2 separate regions of the Muntiacus reevesi genome follow, and region 2 is linked to region 1. The links are chromatin contacts, called in public Hi-C maps. All regions are on one chromosome and are shown on one strand. Each heading gives the region's core, a stretch centred on a gene start, on an enhancer-like site or on the middle of the called end of the contact. The rest is flanking DNA. Distances are from core to core; before and after follow the strand shown.

Region 1 (6,571 bases), core at 1,254-3,753:
ACCAAAATTTCAAGGAATGGATAATCTCTATCATCGAAGATGTTCCAGAAAAATTTTAAAAGCTGAAAACTCCCTAACTCATTTTATGAAATACGTATGACTCAGGTTCCAAAACTGGATGTTGGTGTTGTTTTAGTTGCTAAGTCATGTCTGTCTCTTTGGTGACCCCATGGACTGGATCCTCAGGCAAGGATACTGGAGTGGGTTGCCATTTCCTTCTCCAAGTGATCTTTCCAATTCAGGGATTGAACTCGTGTCTCCTACTTGGCAGGCAGATTGATTCTTTACCACTGAGCCACTTGGGAAAGCCCTAAAGTGATAAAGTGTTAGTTTCCCAATCACGTCCGACTCTTAGTGACACCATGGACTGTAGCCCACAAGGCTCCTCTGTCTGTGGAAATTCCCAGGCAAGAATATTGGAGTGGGTTGCCATTTCCTTCTCCAGGGGATCTTCCCAACCCAGGGACTGAACCCAGGTCTCCTGCATTGCAGGCAGAGGCTTTACCATCTGAGCCACCAGGGAGTCCCCAAAACTGGATAAGACATACAAAAAAGCATATCCTATATAAGTAAAATCCAGCTGAAAGAATATAAAATAAGATACTATTTATCATAGCAACAAAGCAATAAGGGAATCTAAGAATTAACCTAAAGAAAAAAAGAACTTCACAGAGTAAAATTTTAAACTCTATTAAATAACAAAGGCACGCTTGTGTGCATGCTCAGTCGTGTTCAATTCTTTGTGACCCCCATGGAGTATACTCCTCTGTCTATGGGATTATCCTGGCAAGAATACTGGAGTGCGTTGCCATTTCCTCCTCCAGGGGATCATCTGGACCGAGGGATCAAACCTGTGTCTCCTCCCACTCCTGCACTGACAAGTGGATTCTTTTACTGAGCCACCCGGGAAGCTCCTAAATAACAAATGAGTATGCATAAATGAAAAGATATGCCAAGTTCATGGATGGGAAAACTCAAAATTATAAAGAAGCAATTCTCCCCCAAATCTATCTATCTAATGTAATTTCAATTTTCAAAATAATCTTTTAAGATACTAAATGTTATATAGAATAAAGTCCGTAAGTAGTGAAGCAATTTTTAAAAAATGAGTGCATGTAAAACTGATGAAAATCTTAACAAGGTCTATGGATTGTGCTAATATCATTTTCCTGGTTTTGACACTGTTACTACAGTTAGGTAAGATGTTGGAGCAAAATGGGTTAAGAAGGGTACATGAGAGCTCCCTGGTCTGGGTTTTTGTGGGGTCTTTTTTTTTTTTTTTTGGAACTTCCTATGGATCTTTAATCATTTCAAAATAAAAAAAGTATAAACAAAACCTTCACTAACCTTACTTTTCTTCCCTTAAGAAAAGGTTCCTAAAAGAACAGTCTACATACCCCACGATGAATCACAAATCCTATTCCACACTAATTCCCCTCCAATCCACTAATACACAGCAGCCTGAATCAACTTTTTGAAACATCAACATTTAATCACGTATTTAAAAGTCTCCCAGCGCCCTTGGATAAAATTCCACGTGCAGTTAAAGTAAAACCTCTGCTGTGATGTAACCCTCTCCGGTGTCCTTCCACACCATCCTCTGTTTCGCCAAGTTCCACTCACACTCATGTTGCCCACATGCTAGTTCCCGAAAAAGAGCCAAGAGCTTTCCAGCTTTGACACCTTCACATAAACCACTCCCCACACAGAAAGCAGGTAAAAAACAGTAATTTCATACGTGATCTCCACATTTCAAATCACAGGACGCTGAATTCTGCAGGGTTTGATTAGCAGCTGAGTTGCTTCTCATACGGGCACCTCTATGCAGCCGTGTGTGTGCCAGGAACTGACTGATTTAAGACCGGTTTCAGATGTTCCAAGTAACATCAGGAAGGCCAGCGAACAAACAGCACGTTTGACAGCTTACAGTGTGTGAGGTCCTTTTAATCCTCAAAACGACCACTTGCGCGAGAGACCAGGTTCCGATTCACAACTGAGCCTTAAAGGAGCTTAAGTAACCCGCCCAGGGTTGAATGGGAAGCGGTGGAGTTGTATTCAAAGCCAGGACTGTTGTTGACCTCTACTCGACACTGCCTTTCTTATTCTTCTCCTCTCTCCCACAAGCCTACGAGTGATCCAGGCAGGTAGCTCCTGGGATCTGGGGCTGGAGCCCGGGCTTCACAGGATCCCGAGCTTCTCTCTCGCCGAGGAGAGAGAAGAAAAGCAGAGGCAGAGGTCCAGCACTAGGCAACTCCAAGAGAGGCAGCGCAGACCGCGGGGGGCGGGCCAGCGGTACTCACCTGGTGCTGGCTCTGCGGCCACCCTGGCACAACAGCCGGGATTTCCCCGACGCGGGTGTGCGCGCCGCGGAGAAGCTCCCGGGGAAAATCCCGCGGGCCCGTCCGCAGACACTGCCCAGATAACGCAGCGCTGGTACCATCGCCTGCGCCCCTTTCCCTGCCTCAAGCCCTAGAAGCCAGCCCTTGAGACCTGTAATGCCCGGGTCCCGGCGCCCTCTAGCCCCGCCCCCTAAGCAGAGGCCAATGAAGGGAGCGCCTTCGCCCCACGTGGGCGCAGCCGCCAGTGGCCAATGAACGCGCGCGGCGGAGGGCGAAGGGCAGGCCTGCGCCGCCGTAGACGCTGGGGACGCTAGCTTGCTCCTTCCTTTTGACTCTGTGAGTAGACGAGCTAGGCCCCGCGAGGGGCGGGACTAGTGGTGGTCACCTTCTCCCCTTTTTCTCCCATCGCTTGGCTAACTGAAAATCTGGCCCGCCGAGTCGCGCGTCCTCGAGCTGCAGAGCCCAGCGGACTTGGCGCCTCAGGAGAAAGTCTGGGGATGATGATGGTGAAAATTCTCGTTTGGGCAGGCCCAGAGGCCCTCCTTTCCTCCAGCTAGGCCCCGCCCCCAAGACCCCGCCCCGCGTCCCTCGTGGCTCCGCCCTCTCAATCTCGCCTCTTCCTAGCCCCGCCCCGCGCCCCTTGCGGCTCCTTGCGGAGAATCTGTCTCCAACGCGTCTTCTACAGAGCGGAGTGCTCACTAAAGGGCACTGTCCAGCCCTAACCTTCTCCAGACGGAGGCTCTGTCATGGCGACGCCTGATAGTCTGCTGTTTTCTGGCCATCCATATATGTGACTCCTGACATGTCATTCATTATTGGTCTTGTAAATATTGAGCGCATAAATGAACCAGACGGCTCGGTCTCTGCCATCATTTAGCGATCTGTTTCCTTTCTTTTTTTTTTTTAAATACTGGACTGACATGTAGTTTTAAATATGCTTTACGGGCCTGGAAACAATGATTCACCCGTACATGTCACTTCACCCCTATTTAGCTGTAAAGTGAGGGAAGTGGGCTGTGTAATCTCTGAAAGACCTGTGTTAAATTATGTGATCCTCTAGTTCTATGCCTAACTAACACCTGTTGTCAGTGTTTGATGGAAGTTTTTTTTTTTTTTAATTTTTAGGGTCAGGACAGCTGAGCAAAACAAAAATAGGACGATGTAACTTTATTACTTTATTTGGATTTAGCAGATGGAGCAGTGGTAAAGAATATGCGTCCAGTGCCCGTGCAGGAGACCCAGGTTCAGTCCCTGGGTCCGGAAGATCCCCTGGAGTAGGAAATGGCAGCCCACTCCAGTATTTTTGCCTGGAAAATTCCGTGAACAGAGGAGCCTGGCGGCCTGCAGTCCATGGGGTGGCAAAGAGTCGGACACCGCTGATCACCCCACGGGCACTAACTTTATAGCTGGAAGGACTTACACTTGCCTGTCTGAATTTGGCTCCAGTTATTAGTCGAATAGCTTGGGGAAGTGGAGTCACCCCTTTCCCTCAGCCCCTCCTCTGTGAACTATGAGTGATGTAGGGTCCCCCTTAGAGGACTTTTGTGTGGATTATGCAAGATAAGGCTCATCAGATGCTTAGCACAGTAAAGTGCTCAATAAAATGATGGTGTTTATTATGTTTATATGGTTTTTATCACCTGGATAGTTATACATATTTTCTTTATTTGTGAAAATAATGTGGAATGTTGCCTGCTTGTTCATCACAAATGAAAAATAAGATATGATTCATTGTTTAGTTCAGTTTTTAATTTTTTATTAGAAATTTTTTTAATATTTTGAATTTTGAGTTAATTGTAGATTTCCATGCAGTTGTAAGAAACAGTAGAGATCCTGTGTACCCTTTACCCAGTCTTCTCAAATAGTAACATCTTGTAAAAGTTTGATACAACAGCATAACCAGGAATACCCCATGGATCTTATTCAGATAGACTGTTTTGCATTTGTGTGTGTGTTTAGTCCTGTACAGATTTTATCACACCTGTATAGATACTTATTTTTGTTTTTTTGGTCATGCAGTGGGGCTTGTGGGATCTTAGTTCTCTGACTATGGATGGAACCCTGACCCCTGGCAGTGAGAGCGTCCCAACCACTGGACCGCCAGGGACCTCCCCATGTGTAGAATGTTGTATCCATCACAGGCAAGCTATAGCACAGATCCATCACCAAGATCCCTGCAACAAGGCACCCTCTTCCCCATTCCCTTCTCACTTTCTAAAATTTTGACATCTCAAGAATGTTACATAAACAAAATTATATAGTATGTAACTTTTTGGAATTGACTTTTTCATTTAGCATTATCCCATGAGATCCATCCAAATTGCAGCATGTATTGATGGTTCATTCTGTCTTATTGCCGAGAAGTATTTCATGGTATGAATGTACCACAACGTGCTTAAACCATTCACCCTTTGGAGGATATCTGAGTTACTTCTAGTTTTTTTTTTGCTATTTCGAATAAAGCTGCTATGAAACTTAGTGTACAGCTTTTTGTGTGAGCCTGTTTGTTTCTCTGGGATAAGTGCCCAAGAGTCCAATTGCTGGGTCATCTGATAAGCACATGTTTAGCTTTGTAAGAAAGCGCCAAACTCCTTTCCAAAGTGGCTGTACCATTTTACATTCCCACCAGCAATGTTGAGTGATCCAGTTCCTCTTCAGTGTTGCCAGCTTTTGGTACTATCACTGTTTTTTTATTTTAACCACTGCACAGGATTGTAGTAGATTTGTTACTAGGTTGAGTATAGAATTATACAATCTAGGGTCTGTGGTCAGGTTTTCATGAATCAGTCCATAGTAGTGGCTGTTTTACTCTTCTGTGATTTTGAGCTTTGAGCTTGTACTTCCTAGTTTAGCAAAGTGAAAGAACTCAAAATACCACACGTATTTTTTATAAAATTTTCTCTGCTTAACTTCTCGCCTAGGCTTGACTGTACATTAATTTGTTTCATCTCGATTATCTCAAATCAAGAACTCACCTTACATTCATTGACCCTGTAATGTCTTTGGCTAGAGACATTTGTTTTCTGGCCACCACACCCTCCTGAAGCTAAGAATTCATGTTCACCTTCCATCTAGGTCAGAACCCATAAGAAGTTAGTTCAGTGAGTGTCAAGTGATACTGCCTAGGGTAACTTTGGGGACTTTTGCTTCTAATTCCTAAGGAAGTGCTCTGTCACTTTATTTCACTAGACTCTAGATACATCAGGAATAAGAACTGGCATCAGTAATGGATGATTTCCAGTGAAGTGGGGTTATAATTTGGAGGGTAAACTCCCCAATTCTGATACCACCTCACCCTTCTCTCCACACTTTCACTGCCCTCAAGAACAGGTTGGCTAGTTTAGTCTTTTTGACCCCTGAATGAGCCATCATTTTGAATAACCCACCTAAGTAATTATGTTTAATATGTAAAAAGAGAACTTGCACTTTTTAAAAGAAACTTGTTTTTATGCAAACTGAAGAATTCTCCATCTCCTGTTTTGAGGCACACATTAGAGGTCTGGCCTTCTCTAAGTCACAAAGTTACTATCAACTTTTGGAAACATCTGTTAAAAGCTTATGGCTGCAAGCCATATTATGATAGTAAGAAGAATTTTTAAAATAGTTTGAATTCCTGAGTTATTTATCACAGCAGTAGCTTAGTAATGTTTGTTTTTTAACTTGAGTTTGAGTGGTTTCTTTTAATTTGTGTGCCTAGTCACTCAGTTGTGTCTGACTCTCTGCGACCCCATGGACTGAGGTCTGCCAGGTTCTTCTGTCCATGGAATATTCCAGGCAAGAATGCTAAAGTGGGTTGCCATTTCCTTCTCCAGGGGATTTTCCCAACTAGGAATCAAACCCGAGTCTCCTGTGTCTCCTGCGTTGCAGTTAGATTCCTTATCTGCTGAGCCTTCCCGGAAGCCCTTCTTTTAATTTATTAAAGCTAAATTCACCAACTCACCACCAGAGGTCTCCTCTTTCCCTCTAGAAAGCATTCTTAGAGGTTCAGTTCAGTTCAGTCGCTCCGTCGTGTCCGACTCTTTGTGACCCCGTGAATCACAGCACGCCAGGCCTCCCTGTCCATCACCAACTCCCGGAGTTTACTCAAACGCATGCCCATCGAGTCAGTGATGCCATCCAGCCATCTCATCCTCTGTTGTCCCCTTCTCCTCCTGCCCCCAATCCCTTCTAGCATCAGGGTCTTTTCCAGTGAGTCAGTTCTTCTCATTAGGTGGCCAAAGTTTGGGAGTTTC
Region 2 (6,571 bases), core at 2,317-4,816, 200 kb after region 1:
ACAGGAGCTTCAGAGGGGATCTGTATCTCTGAAGAACAAAAATAATTCACCACAAAATCTCAAAGCTCCAGGTCCATAAGATAGAAAAAGAAATAAGGAACTTTCCTGGAGGTCCAGTGGTTTAAGACTCCGCACTTCCAGTGCTTCACTGTAATTATTTTGCTAGTTTACATCTCAGACTGAAATTCTCCTAAAACTTTCTACGATTTTCAGCTCATCCTAAACACAGTGATAAATACTAAAATTAAGTGCTCTGAGTTAAAAACTTCAATACTACAGTTTGAATGTTACATGTTTTTAGGCACATTAAGCAGTAAATACAGACTTAAAATTCTGTAGGTTTTAAAATATTGAAAATGGATATGCTATGAAATAGTTTTCCAGAAATATTTTTCCTAGGGGACTCAAGTAATTGAAATTTGTAATAAAAATACATATGCAGGATATAATCGGCATTACAAGAATATATAGAGCATTAAATGTTAACTTAGTGTTGTGATGTCAAAAGCATACACCCAGAGAAGTAAAGGACAGAATTACTGATAGTCATTCATTCAATAGTTTCAGAAAGTACTTATTCTGTGCCAAGAACAATTCTAGGTACTATTAGAGACAGAGCAGTGAGTAAAACAGATAAAATTCCTGCCCTCAGGGAGTATGTTGTGGATTGAGATAGATAACAAGAAAAAAATAAGTAAAACATTAGAGTGGTAAGTGCAAAGAGAAGTAGGAAAAAAGACTGTAGAAAAAAAGATTGAGAGGGTTTTATAAAAGCAAGGAGGGAAAGGAGCAAGCCATGTGGCTGTCTGAGGAAAGCCATTCTGAGCAGCAGGGATAGCCAGAACAAAGGCCCAAAGGTAGGAAGATGTACATTCTTTTTAAGAAAGAGCAAGCAGGCCAGTGTTGCTAGAAGACAATGAAGGAGGGGGAAGAGTAATAAATGAGGCTAGAGGGATAATGGGGAAGGTCTAGGGCCTTCTGGAAGAGCATTGGAGTAAGGCTTTCCTGGACAGTTAGGATAACAGTTGGAAATGTAGGAGGGAGGTGACTCCAGGTAATTAGAACAAAGGAAAACAAAAGACAAGGAATCAGGATTTTGAGGATGTTTAGGAATCAGCAACTGGCTTCCTGTGGAATGAATATACACATAAAGTGAGGGAGCATGAATATGAGAGAAAGGGATCACTTGTGAGGTGGGAGATTGAACGTGCTGTATGATAAATATTCAGTCTTTGATCCTCTGTTTAGGAACTGCAGAAGAGAGATAGGGCAGGGAGGCCCCAGGGTAAGAGGTAATCTTAGCTGCCCCTTTAACATAACCTTTTGCTTTCCCTGGCAAGGATAAAACCCCGCTCCAGATAACTGCTTCAGTTGTTATGTTTAAAAGAAAAATGGTGAAAATCTTGGGATTTCTGTGGGGAACACTTTAAAAGTTCTTGTAGTAGAAAGGAGAGAAAATATACAAGAACTAGAATCCAGATTACTGTATTATTAACATGAACTGAATTGATGATGAACAACTGTATGATTAACATGAACTAGTAATACAAAGTGAATCATAAAAAGAAGATGACTAAAAAGCAGGACTGAGAAAGCAAATAGGAATTTCAAGTTTTTAAAGATCATTCCACAAAATGTCTAATTCATGAATAAACAAGAGTTAACTACCTCTAATTCTATGTAAAGAGGATTCTGGATTCTATTATAATTATCCATTTTGAATTAAAATTATTCACAAGGCAAAAGCTGGAAACTTCCTCCCAATTCAACATCCCATACAGAACAGTACCTAGTACAGAAGATGCAAATGCTTGTTTAAATAAAAATCCTACCCATTACTTTTCAACTCAGTAGAATCAAGCAGTGTTAGAGCTGCCTTAACACAACCTCAAGTTGTTACTATTAAAAGGGAAGATATTAACAAAAACAGAAGTTAGGAAGAAAGGATGATTTTCTTCCATATTACCACCTGTGCAAAACAACACACCCCAGAGGATTCTACTGGTTAATTAACCATATAACACAAAGGCCAGTTTTAAGTACATGCAGGAGTGTTATTTGGAATAATGGCATATATAACATGATTAAATCCAATAAACAAAGCTGTTCCAAATCCAAGGAAATTTCCCTCAATATATATGAGCTGCAGTAGAGATCCCTTTTTGAAACAGAAAACAAAAAGCATAAGACAATCTGAAACAACCTCTTTCATCTTGATCCTTCAAGAATTCAGTGAACTTAAGGAACTGGGTTTGCTTCTCTGTGTTTTTTCAAATCTCAAATTGAGAGTAACATCCTCTTCTTTCGTTCCAAATAAAGCAAACAAGTACAATTAAAAGGACAGCAGCTCTTAATCGCTCTTGGTCATGGGATGTTATAAATTCCAAAGAAAGGAACTGCTAAAGTAGAAAAAGAAATCATCTGATACAAATAATGAAACTTCTGCCAGAAAAAGCATTGTTCTACATACGATGATGTTTGTGCCCAAGTCACTTTTTAGACTGCTTACAGATAAAACTGAGAGGAGGGATTTCATAGGACTTTTTAAACCACGATTATCCATCAAAAAGTTTTCTTATGCAAATGTCGGAATGTCAATATACTTTCTGGTCTCCCGACTTCCAGGAAGCATTTTTCCATGCTAAGACAAGAACACTTTCAAGTGCAACTCCGTAAGCAGATTCGAACTCCCCTGGATACCATAAATAAGCATGAAAAAGCCTTTATACCACAAAAAAAGTACAACGGTAGTTTGCAAAGGTGTGATTAGTTCTGCTTGTTGAAGCGATCAGAGCAAGCAGTGAATTGAAGGTGCCCTGAAACCGAGCACACGGAACCACGGCCGCGGCATCTCCAAGATGCAACAATAAAAGCATCCTGCCCCCTCCTCATACTTCCCAGAAAGTGGCCTATTCCTGGAAGCCAACTGACCAGAGGAAAAGAGTCCGGCCTGCCTCACCTTATAGACGTCCCCGTAGGTGCCGCTGCCGACCCTCTGAACGAGCTCGTAGTCCTGCTGCGGGTTCCGCCTCAGGATGTCGGCCCCAGGCCGCAGAGGGGCCTCCATCTTCACTCAGGGCCCGGCCCCCGCTGGTTCTGCCCGCGGCGCCCCGATTCCCGCTAACGAGGACGAGCGGCGCCGCTTCCCAACATGGAGCCTCTGCCCGCAGCTCCGCCTGCACGAGGGAGAAGCAGAGGCTACAATCCCGAGCGGCCCAGCCCCTTCCTTTCCGCCCGTCCGGGGACCGCGGACCAGCCGGCCTGGAAGGGTCCCTAGAGCCCCGCCGCCGGGTTCCGGCCGCGGCCCTTCCCCCTCCCAGGCCGCCCGCGAACTGCCGGACCGGTCTGCCCGCCCGCCGGCGCTCGGGGTCGGCAGGATACCTCAGGGGGGCGGCCCCGCTCTTTGTTGAGCGCCGCGCCCGGGACCTACTTCCTCGCCCGCGCCTGCGTCCTGCTTCCCGGCTCCAGCCGGCCGCTCCAGGTCCCGCGGCGCCGCCGCCGCCTCCCGCAGCAGCGCACGTCCTCTCGCGGGCGGCTGAGGCGCGTACCGTCGCCGCTGCCGCCGCCGCACCACGTTCCCCACCCGGGGCTGCGTCACCGGGAGACACGTTCCCGGCCAGCGTGGGTCGGCGCCCAGAGGCCCGCCCGAGCGCGCCGGCCGCGGGGCCAGAGTGCCGCCCTGAGGCCTGCTCGGGACACGACACTCTCCCGGCCGGGCCGCCGCGCCCCCTCGCCCGGCGCGTCCCTCCGGGCCCGGGCTCCGCTCCCCACCCGCGGGTGTTAGGGACGCCCCCGGTGTATTCGTGGGCGGACGCGCCTCGGCTAAACCGCCCCGTGCATCGTCTGGTAAACTTGGAGAGTGAGGCGGGTAGAGAGAGAGGGTGGGCGCGAGGGAGACGGGAACGCGGCTCCCGCCTAGTTCAGAGAAGGTACGCAGAGGGCACTGGGCCAGGAGTCAGCTGGCCGTGGGGCGCCAGGGAAGGAGGTGGGGAAGTGCCAGGTTAACTAAATCGCGGCACACCCTACTGCACCGTCCTGTTTTGCAAATCGTTCCCAGTGGTACCAGTTTGAAGCTTCCCTACACACCTGCGCAACCTGTCTTCTACGAGTTTTCCCAAGACATTTCTGAAAGCCTAAATTCCTAGGAAGTTTCAGTGGCCAGTAGCTCAGTTGGGCACACGCGGTGTCTCAACGCGGTTATTGCTCCTTTATTTGGCTCAGGAGCTTTGCAGAAGCTGAGACAGAATTAGGGACCACAACCTGGTTCTGGTTCTACCACTTCCTCAGTCTGTGACCCGGGACAAGAAGGACATCGTATTTGCCAATGTCTCCTTATCTGCAGCTTGAAGAGGATAGGGTTTTGCATCTGACACCCAAGAAAGCGTTTATAAAGCATCTTACAGGATTATAAAGAAGGTTATCAATATATAAGAGGTTTAAAAATACTTCACAATGTACAAAATATGGAACAGGAGTTTAGGGAAGTAATTTGGCTGATATTTCACAGGCTGTTTTGCAGTTTCAGTTCTAGTCTTGTTCTGAAGGTAGAAATAACATTACCAGGTTGTATACTGGCAAAGTTATTTCTAGAGCTCCGTGAAGGTTTGAACAAAAAAGCCAGCTAACACTTGGCCCAATGCATTTAGTGACTGAAAAATCACAAAAGAGCAAGTTGTGGATGTTGCCTTGTGGCTTTGAATATCCAATTCAATTCCATTCTTGGCAGTGTATTGGTTGTTGTTGGTCATTGTAATCAATTGCATAATGTAGAAATTAAATTCACACCTTAACAGGACTGGGAAGATATGTATTTCTTGTGCTGTCTGCACAAAGGGCACTTATTTAGGGAACATAAGTAAGCTCAGACTTACATGCTCTATGGACAAAGCCTATGTGTTTGCTGCATTGAAAAAATTGTTGAAGAACAGTTACTTCTTTCAAAGCTTCTTGGCACTTGATTTGGTGGGCAAATACTTTTGGCTTCAATGACTTAAAATCTTTTCAAATGTTCTATTGGTATCCTAGTACTTATTTACTGTCATAGATTCTCATTTTCCCCTTTGACCCTATAAGCTTTAATCCTTTTTTTAGTCTATAATTTATTTATACTTGCATTACTCCTCAGAGAATTTGAGGCAGAATATGGAAAATGCATACTATAACATAAGATAAAAATGAGGAAATAGGTATGATGTCAAAGAAAGGAAAAATGGGATACCAGAACAATACAGCAAATTGGCTGAAGCAGAAAGTTTTATAGTGTTTTTGAGATCACAGTAAACCAGTCGATCGAGAGAGAGGTGCATCTTTTCCTGTTGCTAAGAGTTTAAGAAAACTTATCTCATGGGCCTTCCTAAAGTGGAAACTGAATTCCCTGTTCAAAACAAATATCTTTCTGACAGTCTTTTAGGCATGTTATTCTTGAAACACAGTGTTTGATATGAATTAAGCAATAAAAAGTTTGAGGTCATAGGCTTCACCAAGACCCTGGAATGCAGATACTTATGTTGCCAGTAATGGCCGAGCCATACGCTTTGACCATCAACGCAGAGGTGGATAGTGTGGAAAAAGTCAAGGTTCTATGTGGTGATTCAGAAATGTCTGCCATAATCATTATTTTACTCATAACACAGCCGTTTCAAGGAAAAACATCTGCTTTATACTAACTTCAAGAGAATTTTAAAAATTTTAGATACTAGTTAATTTTATCAAGGTCAGTGAAGTCATAGCTTGTGTGTTAAATATTACATGGTTAGTAAAGAAGTTCACATTAAATTTCCATAAAATAAACATACAGTGCATAAATTTAATTTTATACCCTAAACAATTAAGCACAGGGTTTCAAAATGGAAAGTTACATAACAAAACTTGTAGCTTACACAAGAGTTTCTTACAGACCACCAGTTTTTATAATGCCAGGGTATTGAATAAGAATAAATATAACTTGATATGATGGTCATATACTCTTTGGGTCTTCCTATCTGACATGTTTTATTTTCCATATTTTACTGTTACCTACCTTTTATGGTTTGCTCTATGCTTTTTAGTGTTTTTCCCTTCTTTCAGAGTTTTTTAGTAAAATACTAGTTATAATCTTTGGCCTCTGGTTTCAATTTTAGCCATGGATGAATTTTTTTAGTTGGGAGACATAGGGGCTTCCCTGGCAGTCCAGTGGTTCAGACATCGCACCTCCGTTGCAGGAGGCACAGGTTAGATTACTGGTCAGGGAACTAAGTTCCTGCATGCTGCCCAGCACAGCCAAAATACAGGGGGAATAAAATCAGGGGACATAAAATTTTTTAACTTCTACCTAGGTAAGTTTCACAGTTTACTAACCAAGAAAGAATGGTTGAGTAAAATCCTCAAGTGTGACAAGAAGAGCATAAGGACAGTAATTTAATATGAAACATATAGACTTAAGCATTATAATCTGATGAATCTTCCAACACAAGCTAGTTGCAAAATGTAACTTGATGTGATTGAGCTTTATAGGTTTGTTAACTATTTGGAAGACATTGGCCATCATTATGATTTGTATTTTCAAATAGTTAATCTTAAGTTATTCTTTTTG

The links. Hi-C and Micro-C count contacts between places; a contact is called where the count stands out from the background.
Region 2: a contact with region 1 is called in a Hi-C map of muscle, with 8 times the contacts expected there. The contact joins the promoter of MAP4K5 here to the promoter of L2HGDH in region 1. A contact is called at or near these places in 2 of 3 Hi-C or Micro-C datasets (blood and muscle).

What each region holds. Positions count from the first base shown.
Region 1 is chr7:41,706,205-41,712,775 of mMunRee1.1, forward strand. It overlaps L2HGDH (L-2-hydroxyglutarate dehydrogenase), which reads right to left and starts at 2,504. Exons shown (of 9, transcript XM_065941902.1): 1 at 2,301-2,504. The coding sequence starts at 2,440. DMAC2L (distal membrane arm assembly component 2 like) reads left to right here and starts at 2,576. Exons shown (of 5, transcript XM_065941908.1): 1 at 2,576-2,675.
Region 2 is chr7:41,907,187-41,913,757 of mMunRee1.1, forward strand. MAP4K5 (mitogen-activated protein kinase kinase kinase kinase 5) reads right to left here and starts at 3,567. Exons shown (of 33, transcript XM_065940407.1): 1 at 3,431-3,567; 2 at 2,960-3,176. The coding sequence starts at 3,067.